Linked DNA regions of Mus musculus: all the other regions are linked to region 1. A link is a contact called in public HiChIP or PLAC-seq and promoter capture Hi-C data. All regions are on one chromosome and are shown on one strand. The core of a region is the stretch at or near the end of the contact, and the rest is flanking DNA. Distances in the headings are between cores, read along the strand shown.

Region 1 (2,632 bases), core at 76-2,575:
AGACTGTAAGGAGGAGGCGGCTGGGGGACAAGGAAGGAAGCCTCTACTGTAGTCTTGAGAGTTCAGTGATGGAGTATTGGGCCTGTTCAGGGCTTAGGAAGATGAGTTTGGGTGCCCCCCCCAAATGATAGGGTGCAGAAGAAAAGCCATCCTGTAAGTCACTCACTGGCCACCACACATTTGGCTTGGCATGTGTGGTACATGCACGTGAACACACTCAATAAATGGTATAAAGATTAAAATAGGAGTTGAAGAGATAGAAGCAATACTACTCTTGTAGAAAACTCAAGTCTGGACCCAGCACCCAGGTGGTGCAGTCCACAAACAGTTTATAACTTCCTTTTAGGGCATCCCATGTCTTCTTCTGACCTCCAGAGGCACCCACACACATGTGCATAACTCACACAAAGAAACACATATATACACATGCAAGAAATTAAATATGAGTCTTTTCTAGCAAATAGTATAAGATTAGTCTTTTGGACAGTAATTAAAATCATTATCTCTCCTACCTTATAGGACTTTTAAGGAGATGTTTTAATCCTCCTCACCCAGTAAAACTTTTGTTTATACAAAGCGCCCCCCCCCCCCCCGCTCCATTCTAGGAAATTGATCGCTTGGAGCAGTGACCCCTTTCCCCTTCAATTTCCTCTGCGCCAATTTTCTCAGACTAGCCAATTGAATAAGACTGCGAGGTCACCTGAGTTAGAATAGAAACCATATGCACTTCCTGTCTTCTCTTTGCTTTTCCGCAGCGCACTGTCTTGATGAAGAGTAAAGTTTGCCTTGTTCGGACATTTCATTTTGAAGGATGGTCTCTTTCTTTGCCACCCCGAAACTTATTCCTAACACACATGAATCAAAATAAAGTCTTTAAAAAAATGAGCTAAAAGTGACAACTGCTGGCATTTATTGTGCACTTGGGATCTATACACTTGCCCTACTCTTCCTCAAGTTTTACAGACATCCTAGTCCTGAGGGGTATTGTGTTCCCCCAAGGCCCAGGACACTGGGATTTGAAGTCAGGCTCTCCCTGTGTTTGCCTCCCGGGAAACGGGAGGGAGGATGCCTCTGTGCAGCTGGGCCGTGTGTGTCGAGGGTGGTGGTGGACGGTGACCATTGCATTCAAAGGGGTTGGAGGCGGGGGACAAGGCCTCTGAGGCTCGCGGTCGCTTAGGCCCGCTCAGAGTCCCCTACGCTACAAGGAGCGCTTGCCGCACCCCACAGCCAACAGGGACCCTATTTCCCCGCTGCAAGCCCCGGGGGCCGCCGGGAGCCCCGCCCCCGCCCCGCCTCCTCCCCAGGCGCGGACCTCGGCGCTCACGTGACCCACCCTGCAGCCGCTGGGGCCGGAGGGCGCAGCTCGGCGGAGGCCTGGCCAGGCCGGGCCGAGCGCAGCAGGCCGGAGCGCGCCGCGCGCCTGGGAGGGTCTGGGCGCCGCGCCTCCCGCCGCACCCGCCCGCGCGCTCGCAAGCCCTTCCTTGGCGCTGGGACCCCTGGCGGGCGGCCGGAGGACATGGCCGGCGACGCCGTACAGGTAGGCGACTTGTCCGCACCCGCGGGGCGGCCAGAAGGCGCGGAGGACCCCAGGCACGGGTAGAGTCCCGGACGAGGTCCCCATCGGGAGCCCGCGCGGGCCCTTGTAGCAGGTGGAGGCGCCGACCGGGTCGGAGGAAGGGGTGCTGTTCGGGATTCTACCCCAGCATCCCCTCCTTTGGCCCTCCCCGAGAGTCAGCGTGTGTAGCGGGGTCCCCACTTCGGTGTCCGAGGCTAGCTGCGGATCCCGGTGCCTGTCGTCCCCACATCCTACTCTGGGTCCTGCAGCGTTCGGTTTCTGTCAGGTGCCGCTTCACCTGGAGCAGGTGCCTGGCACCCTGCCCCGGACCGGAGGAGTGCCCGGCCCGATCCCCTCCCCCGCACAACAAAGCCCGGGCCACCCCCGCCTGCAGACGTCTTTACGATGGTCTTGACGCCACCCAGATGGGCACCTGTTGGAGGAAGTGTCTAAGTCACTTCACTAGGCCTGAGGCCGGGTTCCTCCTTCCGCCTTGTTCCCCATAACCACCCTTCAGGCTGACAGATGGAGCTGTAACCCAGGTGGGGCGTGTCCTGTCACACAGACAGGAAGGATTTTATGTCTGGAAGGTGACAGGGCTGGGTCTCTACTCCCTCGCAACAGACACCTGTGACTGGCATCTGCCAGCCACATGGCCTTCCCTGTGTGACCTGTTGGGCGTTACTGAAGCAGGGTCAGGGTCGGGGTGACTGACTCCCCACTCTAATTCAGTGGCCCAAAATCTGAGATCTTTGTATCTTTGTGGCTCCATTAATTCGTCACCATGCAGTCCATTGTCCTGTGTAACTGGTTCTCATCTCCTTCTACACCTGCCCCCATGTCTCCCCTGTACCCTTCTGTACCCGTCTTCCCCAGTCCTGCTGATGGCCTGCCGGCCTTGCCGAGGAGCTGGGCGTATCTGGTGCTGCCGATCTCACAAGGTCAGACCTCCAGGCTGATGCACCGGTGCCGGCTCCCCTTCAAGCCCACTGAGGGCTGTGCAGGGCTGTCCCAGTACATGCATGTGCTTGGTGTGTCCCGAGTAGGACGCACATGGAGGCTGTGATTCCCAGAATG
Region 2 (2,632 bases), core at 62-2,561, 1.3 Mb before region 1:
GGATCCCTGTTGATGCTAGGGATGTTGTCTAGGGCTTTACAAATGCTTGACAAGTCTTTTGCTGTTAAGCTACACCTATAGTCCTTGCAAATATGCCTTCACTACGTTAGCAAATGTCAGGAACCCCCAAGTTCCTCCTCTGACCCTAGGACTATCCCACTATTTTGAGAGAGGTGCTCCCACATTTATTTCTCGTGTGAGTTTGGAGGTGTCTTTGACTTCTTTTCTCTATTGGGTTTTTTAAAAAATATTTATTTCAAGCTGGGTGGTGTTGATGCACTTGAGAGGCAAAGACAGGTAGATCTCTGAGTTCATGACCAGCCTGGTCTACAGAGTGAGTTCCTGGATAGCCAGGACTACTACACAGAGAAACCCTGTCTCAAAAAAAAAAAAAAAAAAAAGTCTAGAACTGGGGTTTTAGACACTTGTAAGCAACAGTAGGGGTATAGGTACCAAATTCTGAAAGTACAGGCAGTTTGAGTTCTTAGTCACCACATGTACTTTTTCATTTCTGTCTATATGTGTCTCTGCCTGGGTTGGGATATGTGCACTTGGGTACAGGTGCCCTTGGGTCCCCTGCAGCTGGAGGTAAAGGTGGTTGTGAGCTACCAGACTGGGTGTGGGGGACAAATTCTACAGAAGCAATATACACTCAACCACTGAGCCACCTCTCCATCTGTTGGGTTTGTGGGACTCCGTCTCATTCTGTAACCCAGGGTAGCATGGAACTCATGACAGTCCTCCTGCCTTTAGCTGCCAGCATTCCTGGCTGACCTTGAAAGTCTCTGTGACAGTGTAGATTGCCACTGTGGTAAGGGAAGCAAAATGTGTGTCTGGGTCTACAATGTGATGTGCATCTTTGTGACAGCTTGAGACCACAGGAAACTGAAGGGTGACCCAGTCTTGCTGGGCTGTGGATGTGGGGTGTGTGTGTGTGTGTGTGTGTGTGAGAGAGAGAGAGAGACCTTCTCCTTCCCGCTTTTTCAGCTCTAGGTTCCAGATACCTTGGACCTTCTCCCTAGGAGGGAGGGATACAAAGAGGAGCAAAAAAGTACAAGGCAGACCACACACACACACACACACACACACACACACACACACACACACACACACACACTACCACTACCCCACCCAACCCCACCCCCCTGCCCAGGAGACAAACTGGCAGACCTTCTCCAAACAAAGTTCTGAGGCTGTAACTCAACTAAAGGGGATGGACTTGGGAGGGGCTGCCCACGCCCACTCCCCAGCTCCTTCCCAAACAGTCTGGCTTCAGCCCCACCCAATACTGAAGACACCCTCCCTTTTAGTCTCTGTCCCTTGTGTCCCTGTACGGCCACAGGTGAGAAGGGCCAGGTCTGGGAGAATAAATGGCCCTGGACTGGCAGGCTTTGGGCAGGACTCCTGGAGAGAGAGGGGCAGAGTGGAAGGCTAGGAGGGGCAGCACAAAAGGAAGAAAGGTAAAGGAGAATCTGAAGAAGGCCTGGAGGTGTCGGAGCTGGGGGATTAAATGGGCATTGGGGTAAGCTGGTTCCTTGTCAGAGGAAGGGAGGCTGCTGGACAGACTGGGGAGCCGGAGCTTTAGAGACGCCATTCAGAGCAGTTCTGAATATGAGGGGGATAGTAGTTCTGCCGGGGCAGACTGTAGTCTCAAGAGAGGACAGAGAGAAAGCCAAACTTGGGAGAGTGGGCAACAAGAGGGGGGATATTGAACCCTGAGGATTAGAAACTGAAGACTCAGGAAGTCAAAAAGATTGAGTGTTGTACAGGTGAAAGGGATAGGAGGGTGTGTGGGAGGAAGGTCAAAAAGTGACTAGATTCATCCAAAGGTTTAGGAGTGAGGGACCTAAGATAAAGTCCAAGGGGCTTGGACCATCAGTCTAGAGAAGGAAGGCAGAGCAAGACTGGGAGATGGGAACTCGAGAAAGGGCCAGGACCCGGGAAAAGGGGGGGGGCGTTTGGGGGTTGGGGTAGGGTGGTACCAGGACGGGAGTGAGGACCGCCCTAGGGCAACGAGGTGCTAGGGTGCTGAGACATTGGATATCATCACCTGCTGCGCTGTCGCCCGCACCTCCACCTTCAACTGAAAGCCCCAGGATCAGCCCCTCCCAGCATCTTCCCTTGGCTCACAGGCCCGGACCCAGGCTAAAACCTTCTCCATTGGCCACACTGGCCAGGCGCAGCGATGACCGTCACCTACACAGCCAGAGTGGCGAATGCCCGCTTCGGTGGCTTCTCGCAGCTGCTGCTGCTGTGGCGCGGAAGCATCTACAAGCTCCTGTGGCGAGAGCTGTTATGTTTCCTGGGACTCTACATGGCACTAAGCGCCGCCTATCGGTGAGAAGACCTGGAGTTGGGGCTGGGGATCTGAGCCCTGCGGAAGGGACTGGGAGTGGAGGGGAGACCTGTAGCTACTGCATTCCCTACCCCACAGCTTCTTACTGGCAGAAGAGCAGAAGCGCTACTTCGAGAAGCTTGTCATATACTGCGACCAGTACGCCAGCCTCATCCCCGTCTCTTTCGTACTTGGTGAGGTTGGGCCCCCTGAGAATCTTATTCCTACGTAAGGGAGAAATCTGTTTTCCATCCATGCTTCTTGGAGACCCCCATTCCTACCCCTCTAAGACTCAAA
Region 3 (2,632 bases), core at 84-2,583, 1.3 Mb before region 1:
CTGGAATTATTGACTTCTAGTTCTGAAAGACTTGTGTGTGCGCGCACACAGGGGGATTCTTCCCATCACCATCTAGCTCTGGTATGGAGCACAACCCATCATTATTGAGAATAGCAAAATACAGCAAGGCAGCCTGTCTCCAGAGAACTGAGACTCCTTTGGCAGGTACCTTCCAACAAGGTGCCAAATGCTAATTACTATCATCTTCGTGTGGGCTTGGGTGTCATTGTTTCCATTCTTTATAAGATGAAAAACGGGAAGACACAGTTTGTCCCTATAATTTGGGCGGTCCTTCATCCTCTCTGCACCTCCCACTTCACCACCTACCTCAAGACCCCTGCAACCCTCCTCCTGCAGCCCCTTACCACGCCAGGTGGGTGAACTGAGAGTCCACAGACACTCCCAGCACCTCGCAGCCTAGCTTTCGGAAGTCCTCAGCATGGTCGCTAAAAGCGATGATCTCCGTGGGGCAAACAAAAGTGAAGTCCAGTGGGTAGAAAAAGAGGACCACGTACTTCCCTAGGGAAGAGGAGAACGGAAGGGAAGTCAGTGCTAACTTCTTTCACATGTAGACCCTGACCCCACCTGCTCCCACTCCGCTCAGCCTCACCTCTGTAGTCCGAAAGCTTGATTTCCTTGAAGGCACCATCCACCACCGCTGTGGCCGTGAAGTCAGGAGCCGACTTTCCGATTTGCGCGTTGCCGGAGGCCATGACTGAAATCAGAGACCCACACAAGCTTGGTCTTTAGAGCCTTAGAAGATCCTTTGTCTTGCCTTTCCAAGGTCACTTTTGGTGCTAAGTCTAGATAGTAAAACCGAGAGAGGTGGAAGGAGCGCTCATATTCACCCTCCCAGTATAAAGTCTGCAAGGCCTCTGAATACCCGCCCCCCTAAACAGGGAACGAATGATGGGTCACCGCTGCTACCCAAATTATGGAGTCAGACCGAGTGCGGGTGGAGGGGGAAGTGAGCTCCTAGTTCCAGAATAGGACGGCTAAGCTAAGAGCGATGGACTGCCGAGCTCGGTGATCCAGCCTGCAAGCCAGGGCTCGGGCCTTGGTTTCCCGGGCAAGGACAAAGCGGCCACCATTGAACATGGAAAACAAAGACCTCCAAGCATAGAGGTCGTGATGAGGCCTGCACCACACTAGTGGGGCTCCTCCCATTCGTGTGCATTCTGGGTTTTCATACCTGCGTGAGCAAGAGCCGGACACACGGACGTCCAGACACGGGTAGAGACAGGAAAGAGATCTCAAAACCGAGAGAGCCCTAGGCCGGAGAACCTTTTATGCGTGGCCCAAACCACACCAGGCAGTGCGCGGGGAGGTGGGCGGGACAGCGCCGCGGTCGGATCCATTGCGGCTGCCGGGGGGGTGAGGGGAAGGCGCCGCGTGGCCCGGTCCACACGCTTTCACAAGGGTTGGGTGGGGTGTGCCCTTTCGGACGCCAAGATTGTCTGTGCTGTGGGCTCCTCGCGAGCCTCGGCCACGGGGCGCGTTGGGGTCGGTTGGAATCCGGGCATGGCCCGGAGCCACTTGGCTCCGTTGCTGACTCCCCTAGTGCTCCTAGGTCTGGTGTCCCCTACTCAGATCGACCCAGACTACCAATACTTTGGCCCGCACGGTGAAGGTGATACCTGGGAGCTGCTGACGCTGCAGCGACAAAAGGGTAAACTAGCAGGTGGACGGGAGTTACGCTATGAAAAGGTGTCCTCCCCACCCCAACCCCCGAAGGCCTCACTTGGCCAAGGCCCTACAAACAGACCCTCTCTGGCTGACTTCAGATCCCTGCCCAGCTCAGTGCAGGCTGGGTCTCAAGGAACTGGGCACTTTTTCTCTGAGTGTGATTTCTCGTCTGTGAGTTATTGTTTTGTTTTATTTTGTTCCGTTTCACTTTATTGAAAATTTACAGCCATGCCCCAACCGTACTACCTTTTGTTCTCAACTTCTTGCCCCGCAGCTTCCTTGGTCATCTGATAATTATATTAAACACTGCCTGTCTAATAAACAACCTATTAACATAGTGCTAGAAGGGTGGAGGCAGAGAAAGAAACTGGCCAGTCAGCTTGAGGTGGTAAGAACCAACACAGCTGGAATGACTAGCACAGTTAAAGTCACAGGGACTGTGAGACAGTGAAAAGGGAACAGCAAAAGGCCTAAGGGAAGAATAGGGAAAGGGGATGCCATTTGGCAAAGATCTGCTGAGGAAGGGTGTGGGGCACCAGCCTTTGTGAGTTCATCTACATGAGGAAGTATCAGTGAAGAATTCTGATGAAGGGTTGGGATTGCATTTGGTACTCAGTTGGTGGAGCACTGGCCCAGCATGTCCGAAGTTTTGATCCTTCCCCAGCGCTGCATAATCCACTGTACCCGTACACACCTACAATCCTAGCATTTGGGAGGAGTAGGGACCTGAAATTCAAAGACATCTTTGGCTACCCAAGGACTTGGAGGCCAGCTTGGGGTACATGAGGCTCTGTTGTTTTGTTTTGTTTTTAAGGAAGGAAGGAAAGAAAGGAAAGGAAAGGAAAGGAAAGGAAAGGAAAGGAAAGGAAAGGAAAGGAAAGGAAAGGGTCTTGTAAAACTGTAGGTCAGTGGCTCTTTAGCACTACCTTAAAAAATATATATATAT
Region 4 (2,632 bases), core at 58-2,557, 1.2 Mb before region 1:
GTTCCAGGACAGCCAGAGCTACACAGAGAAACCCTGTCTCGAAAAACCAAAAAAAAAAAAAAAAAAAAAAAAAAAAAAAAAAAAAGAAGAAGAAGAAGAAGAAGAAAAGAAAAGAAAAGAAAACAACTGGAGGAATATAGTTTAGTTCAGTGATGCAGTATTTGTTGAGCTTGAGTAGAATGCTAGGTTTGCTTCCTAGCACTTCACACACACACACACACACACCACAAGATACACTTGTAAAGATGACTATCATAGTAGCTTTCACCCACACACAGCTACAAGAGGAGACATAGCCAGTTATTTTATTTTATTTATTTATTTTTTTTGAGACAGGGTTTCTCTGTATAGCTCTGGCTGTCCTGGAACTCAGTCTGTACACCAGGCTGGCCTCAAGCTCAGAAATCCACCTGCCCCTACCTCCCAAGTACTGGGATTAAAGGCGTGTGCCACCACTACCCAGCTACATAGCCAGTTACAAGATAGAAATACAACCCCATAAAATGCGTTACAGGAAAGTCCAAATGACAAGTTGCTGCCCTCAGACTTTGACAACTGAGAAGAGGATCAGAAGAATTTATTACTCACAAGCCCAGAGGAGAAACCTACTGTTGGTCTGAGCAATTGCACAGATGGGTTTCTATAACATTTATAGTTATAACATTATTGCTAAGCCAATAATCTTCATTGGTGCCTTAAACTAAAAACCATAAAAGGGTCGATGTAAGTCTATAAGGGGAAGTCTCTCTGTGTGGTTGGTCAGTCAAGCACTTTTGAGAATCAGATATTGGAGCTATGGTTAGAGCTTTCTCTTTTTGAAGGACAATTGTTAGATGGCTGCTTTGTCAGGATAACCAGTTACTATTTCTCAGGAGAGTTTATACAGTTATGCCCCCCCTTCTTTTCTATTCTTGTCTTAATTTTCTCCAAATCAGTGCATACTCCAATAGAAACTGTAACATCCAAGACACCCAGTTATAACATATTCTAGATTATTCTGCACAACACCCAGAAGGTAGGAGAACCACACAGGTACACAGAAATGCAGTTACTTTGCCACAGAAGATCACATCCTTCCACGAAGTACACACAAAGCAACAAGTTGGGATGGGGCTCACCACCTTTCTCTCTGCAGGCACCCCATTTGCGGATTTCGCAAGGTCTGGCCTCCAGGCGTTCTTATTGAACTTGGGATCCCGCTTCTCAGGCTCTGGGCAACTAGCTAACCAGGAATGGGCGGGGCAGAAATACAGTTGGCCAATCGGGTTTGCACACTTGTTTCCGCCCCTTCCTGGTTCTGCTGTTTAAAGGAGAGACCTGCCTGGGCATGGAAGAACCCGCTTGCAAAACCAGGCAGCTGCCTTGGCTCTTTTAAAAGGCAGAGCCACAGAGGAGGCGGTGTTCTGGGAGGAACCAAGGAGGAACCAATGAGCAACCCCTATTAGGCCTAGTGTGCTGGTCCCGGAGCACAGCCCGCAAGCACCAGGTATGAAGGGTATGGGGTGGGAGAAGGCTGGTCCCCGCTGACGCTCAGCCCTTCCAGGTTATGGTTCCTGCAATGCTCACCGGCTACATGTCCCTGAGAGGAGTCTCCGCGCGGTTGCTGAGCCGCAGGTCCGGCCTGCGCTTCCCGCGTTTTCCACGTACCTGGAGCTCGGCGGCCGCCCACACCGGTCAGTGCAAGGCTCTGGATGGGTGGGCAGGGAGACACAGGACACTTTCTCAGTGTGGCGTTCTCGTCCTTTGTTTGCAGAGAAGACACAGATCCGACCGGCCAAATGTAAGATCACCTACCCACCTATTCCCAGTCCAGCTGTTTCTCTGACCCATGCTAGTCCATGAATGCAAGGACTTCTGGGAAGGGAGGCTGGGTTATCCCCAGGGTCAGAAGTCTAAAGTAGAGGGTATTTGTTTCTACTTGGCTGGAGAGGGGTTGCGCTTGTCAGACTGTTTTGAAGCCAGAATTCACCTGGAGCGAGATGGGGGGCGGGGAATGGGTACAGCTTAAAAATGTGAAAGAGGATAAGGGGTTCTGGCTGACTCGACCCCCATACTCTACCCAGCCTCTCGCCCCGTGTTTGACTGGAAGGACCCACTCATACTGGAGGAGCAGCTGACTGCCGATGAGAAACTGATCAGGGACACCTTCCGTAACTACTGCCAGGAGCGGCTTATGTCTCGAATTCTGCTGGCTAATCGAAATGAAGGTGCCTTGGTGGAAGGGTGGGCATGCTGGGTTTCACAACCATACATGATTTGCATGTGCTGCAGTCCCTGGAGTCAGGGACTCCATGAGACTGAGACAGGGTCTGATTCTGACACCCATCTCTGCAGTTTTTCACAGGGACATTGTGTATGAGATGGGGGAGCTGGGCGTGTTGGGACCCACCATTAAAGGTAAGGACATTTCTGTGTATACTATGCAGCCTATACCCACCTACAACATCTTGAAGGACCATCCCTTTTCCTCAGTCACGCATTTCATCTGTAAAATGGGCAATGGTTATCTCTCCTGAAAACAGCTGTGGGTTTGAGAGGAACAAAGTCCTAACCAGGGCAGCCCCCTGCCCACTTCCAGAAGGGCCATATTACAGCCCTACTCAGTCCCAGGGCTGATCTTTGGCCTTTGGTC
Region 5 (2,632 bases), core at 71-2,570, 1.1 Mb before region 1:
ATGTATCCCATAGTCTCTAAATGGGAGAGTAGCCATCAGGTCTTGATCCTAAACTCATAGACGTGTAAGTTTTGATTCTAGCACAGACCTCATTGACAGACTGACTAGAATTTAGTGAATTCAAATATTAGCCATCTTGGTTAAAAGTGGGATGGATCTGTTGGACTGACACCTAGGAAAGCTGAGCAAAGTTCACAGTAGTGGGGTGCATGCTGGTAGATAATAGTCAAAGGGACTGACTGAGCTCAGGGACAGTGATCTACTTTCCCCAAGGGCCCATGGTTCTAGGACTGAGCTGATAAAGATAGATTCCAGGATTGGGTTATGTAGTTCAGTTGGACACTTAGCTAGCATGGCCTGGGTTCCATCCCCACCACAAGGAAAAGAAGAGACTCATTGTTGAGTCTCAAGGCTGCCTTTTATACTCTAGTGTAGTAGGTTGAAGAATGGGCAGGAGGAAGCCTGTGTTCTTCACAAGAAAGTTGTGATCTAGCTTTCAATTCTGGAGTCTAGACTCAAGTGAAGGGAGGGAGGCAGGCCTTGGTTAATTGCCTGATCATTGGTGTGGATAGAAACACTGGGCAAAGCAAGCATCTAAGAGGATGGTGATGTTAGTTCTGTTTGAGAGTCCCTTAAATCACCCTGATGAACTGCCCTATCCTGAGTCTGACATTTTCATTACTTTTTGGTATGTGAGGGTGGTCTAAAGCTTCATGAATACTACCCCTTCCCCCCACGAAAAATGTAGGTACCTTAAGAGTTGGTGTAAGTAAGGAAAATTTATGGAGGGGAGAATTACATATTTAATATAAAAGAACCTTGAAAATGTTTGGATGAATAGGTAGGTCATTGCAGGATTACAAAGATGTGGGGAACTCATGAACTAGAAGTGTAAATTTATTCCAAAAATTAAGATGGTCCTTGAAAATGGGGTCACATAGTTGCCCTCCTCTACATTGATTGATGGTAACTTCTAGGCAGTCCTCTGCTAAGATTCCTTTTATTTTGACCAGATCCAAATTGGGTCACTTGAAATAGGCAGAATGTATGAAAAATAACTTAGGAGCAGAAATCTACAACAAACACCTTAAAAACTTTAAAAGTCCTTAGGAGCCATTTTGTGGGTATAATGACATCACTGTTAGCAGAAATGATGTCACCAAGACAGCGGAATGCTGGTGCACACAGCAAAAGCTCACAAAGCTAAGATTGCGCATGTCTAAGGTAAGGTGCAGCCGCGCATGCTCTAGAGGTCGAGGAGGGTGTCACCGGCGCTGACGATCGGCGGGCGCTGCACACTTGCCCCGGAAGTGCTTGGCGCGGCGCGGCTGGGCGCTAAGATGGCGGCGGCGTGAGTTGCATGTAGTACGAGGATCCCGGGGCTGCCGCATTGCTCCGGCCCCGCCATGGCCGTCACCATCACCCTTAAAACGTTGCAGCAGCAGACCTTCAAGATCCGCATGGAACCTGACGAGACGGTGCGGGCCGGAGCCCGGGGGCGGGAGCGACCGGGTGCCGGGGTGGGTGGGGGCAGGGATGCCGGGATCCAACGGGAGGGGCGGAGAGGACGCCGTGGCCAGGCCCTGCCCTCCCCCAGCAGCCCGACCTCCTCGGATCCCCCCGATCGGCCCTGCCCTGCCCCGGCGGCTCGGGCGCTGTTCCCGGGCCAGTCCCTGGGAGTTCCCAGGTCTGGCTCCCGTGTCAGCTGCGGGCTCCGCGTTCCCAGCCTGCAAGCTGCTCAGGTGGCACAGTTTGCCCTCAGTGCCAACGAGGTGCCGACTGGTGACTACAATGATGATAATAATAAATGGTCTTAATCTTAATAGTTTTGGTGGTCCGTCTTTGTTGGCCGTTTATTCTTTACCAGTTTATTCTTTACCAGAGTATTAGTGTCATCTTGCTGAGTCTGCAAAACAGTGTTGTCGTTTGGGGACTCCTGACTTTCCCCTTTTGACAACCACGGAGTTAAGGAACTTTGCCACGGTCACAGCCAATAATGACAGTGACAAGATTTTTTTTTTTCTCCATTTCACATAACAGCAGCCTAAACATGCTGTATGAACTTTTGTTTGGTTTTGCTTTTTGAGAGTGGAGTCTAGTCTTGTTCTTCTGGGCTCATGTGAACCTTCTTTACTTAACCTCCAAGTAACTGATATTGCTGTCTTGGGCCACCTCCCCTAAACCTTCTCAAAACATAGGTTGAAGCCATTGGTGTACCCTCAGTGAAGTCTAAGCTTGGTAGTCATGTTCATAATCTCTGAGCAGAGATTACCTGGAGTTCTAGGCCAGCCTGGGCTATGATGTTTTAGGCAAGCCTGGAGTTGAGTACAGAATAAAATCCTGTTCCAAAAATGGAGGGAAGAAAGATGACCTCAGTAAGTACAGAAAAGTTACTGTTTGAGGCCAGCGATGGATACACCGTTTCATTTTCTTATTACTGTTTCCCCTCCTAACCACATCCCATTGGAAATACAAGTTTGCTTTTCTTCTCACATCAGTGTCTTCTTCATGAGAACACTGACTTGTGTTTGTTCTGTTCCACAGGCCTCTGTAAAACAAGTTGTAAAACAGGTTGGGGATGGAGCTTTTGAATATACAAGGCCTGAGCTAGGGGTCTGTCCCCAAACCACCA

The links. Promoter capture Hi-C pulls out the DNA fragments that hold promoters and counts their contacts. HiChIP or PLAC-seq counts read pairs in DNA pulled down with a chosen protein or histone mark. Capture Hi-C pulls out chosen DNA fragments and counts their contacts.
Region 2: a contact with region 1 is called in a promoter capture Hi-C map of neutrophils, with 4 times the contacts expected there. The contact joins the promoter of Best2 here to the promoter of Pkn1 in region 1. A contact is called at or near these places in 3 of 39 promoter capture datasets (the C10 cell line, neutrophils and pre-B cells) and 1 of 9 other capture datasets (liver).
Region 3: an H3K27ac HiChIP or PLAC-seq map of thymic regulatory T cells shows a contact between it and region 1, with 9 times the contacts expected there. The contact joins the promoter of Prdx2 here to the promoter of Pkn1 in region 1. A contact is called at or near these places in 2 of 484 Hi-C or Micro-C datasets (B cells and myocytes), 6 of 115 datasets of contacts at active chromatin or transcription factors (bone marrow-derived dendritic cells, bone marrow-derived macrophages, double positive thymocytes and 3 more) and 1 of 9 other capture datasets (liver).
Region 4: a promoter capture Hi-C map of liver shows a contact between it and region 1, with 2.4 times the contacts expected there. The contact joins the promoter of Gcdh here to the promoter of Pkn1 in region 1. A contact is called at or near these places in 1 of 39 promoter capture datasets (pre-B cells) and 1 of 9 other capture datasets (liver).
Region 5: a promoter capture Hi-C map of pre-B cells shows a contact between it and region 1, with 3 times the contacts expected there. The contact joins the promoter of Rad23a here to the promoter of Pkn1 in region 1. A contact is called at or near these places in 6 of 39 promoter capture datasets (hematopoietic stem and progenitor cells, hippocampal neurons, liver and 2 more), 1 of 484 Hi-C or Micro-C datasets (B cells), 4 of 115 datasets of contacts at active chromatin or transcription factors (bone marrow-derived dendritic cells, large pre-B cells, microglia and 1 more) and 3 of 9 other capture datasets (adipose tissue, liver and macrophages).

The regions. Positions count from the first base shown.
Region 1 is chr8:83,697,872-83,700,503 of GRCm38.p6, reverse strand. Pkn1 (protein kinase N1) reads left to right here and starts at 1,325. Exons shown (of 22, transcript NM_177262.4): 1 at 1,325-1,537. The coding sequence starts at 1,517.
Region 2 is chr8:85,013,087-85,015,718 of GRCm38.p6, reverse strand. It overlaps Best2 (bestrophin 2), which reads left to right and starts at 1,311. Exons shown (of 10, transcript NM_001130194.1): 1 at 1,311-1,342; 2 at 2,133-2,337; 3 at 2,435-2,529. The coding sequence starts at 2,186.
Region 3 is chr8:84,968,323-84,970,954 of GRCm38.p6, reverse strand. Prdx2 (peroxiredoxin 2) reads right to left here and starts at 1,333. Exons shown (of 6, transcript NM_011563.6): 1 at 1,193-1,333; 2 at 611-715; 3 at 366-519. The coding sequence starts at 713. It also overlaps a transcript of Rnaseh2a not described here.
Region 4 is chr8:84,892,596-84,895,227 of GRCm38.p6, reverse strand. It overlaps Gcdh (glutaryl-Coenzyme A dehydrogenase), which reads left to right and starts at 1,307. Exons shown (of 12, transcript NM_001044744.1): 1 at 1,307-1,486; 2 at 1,544-1,673; 3 at 1,754-1,780; 4 at 2,064-2,207; 5 at 2,335-2,397. The coding sequence starts at 1,547. Gm39213 (predicted gene, 39213) reads right to left here and starts at 1,220. Exons shown (of 3, transcript NR_168730.1): 1 at 1,122-1,220.
Region 5 is chr8:84,839,340-84,841,971 of GRCm38.p6, reverse strand. Rad23a (RAD23 homolog A, nucleotide excision repair protein) reads left to right here and starts at 1,320. Exons shown (of 9, transcript NM_001297606.2): 1 at 1,320-1,478. The coding sequence starts at 1,407.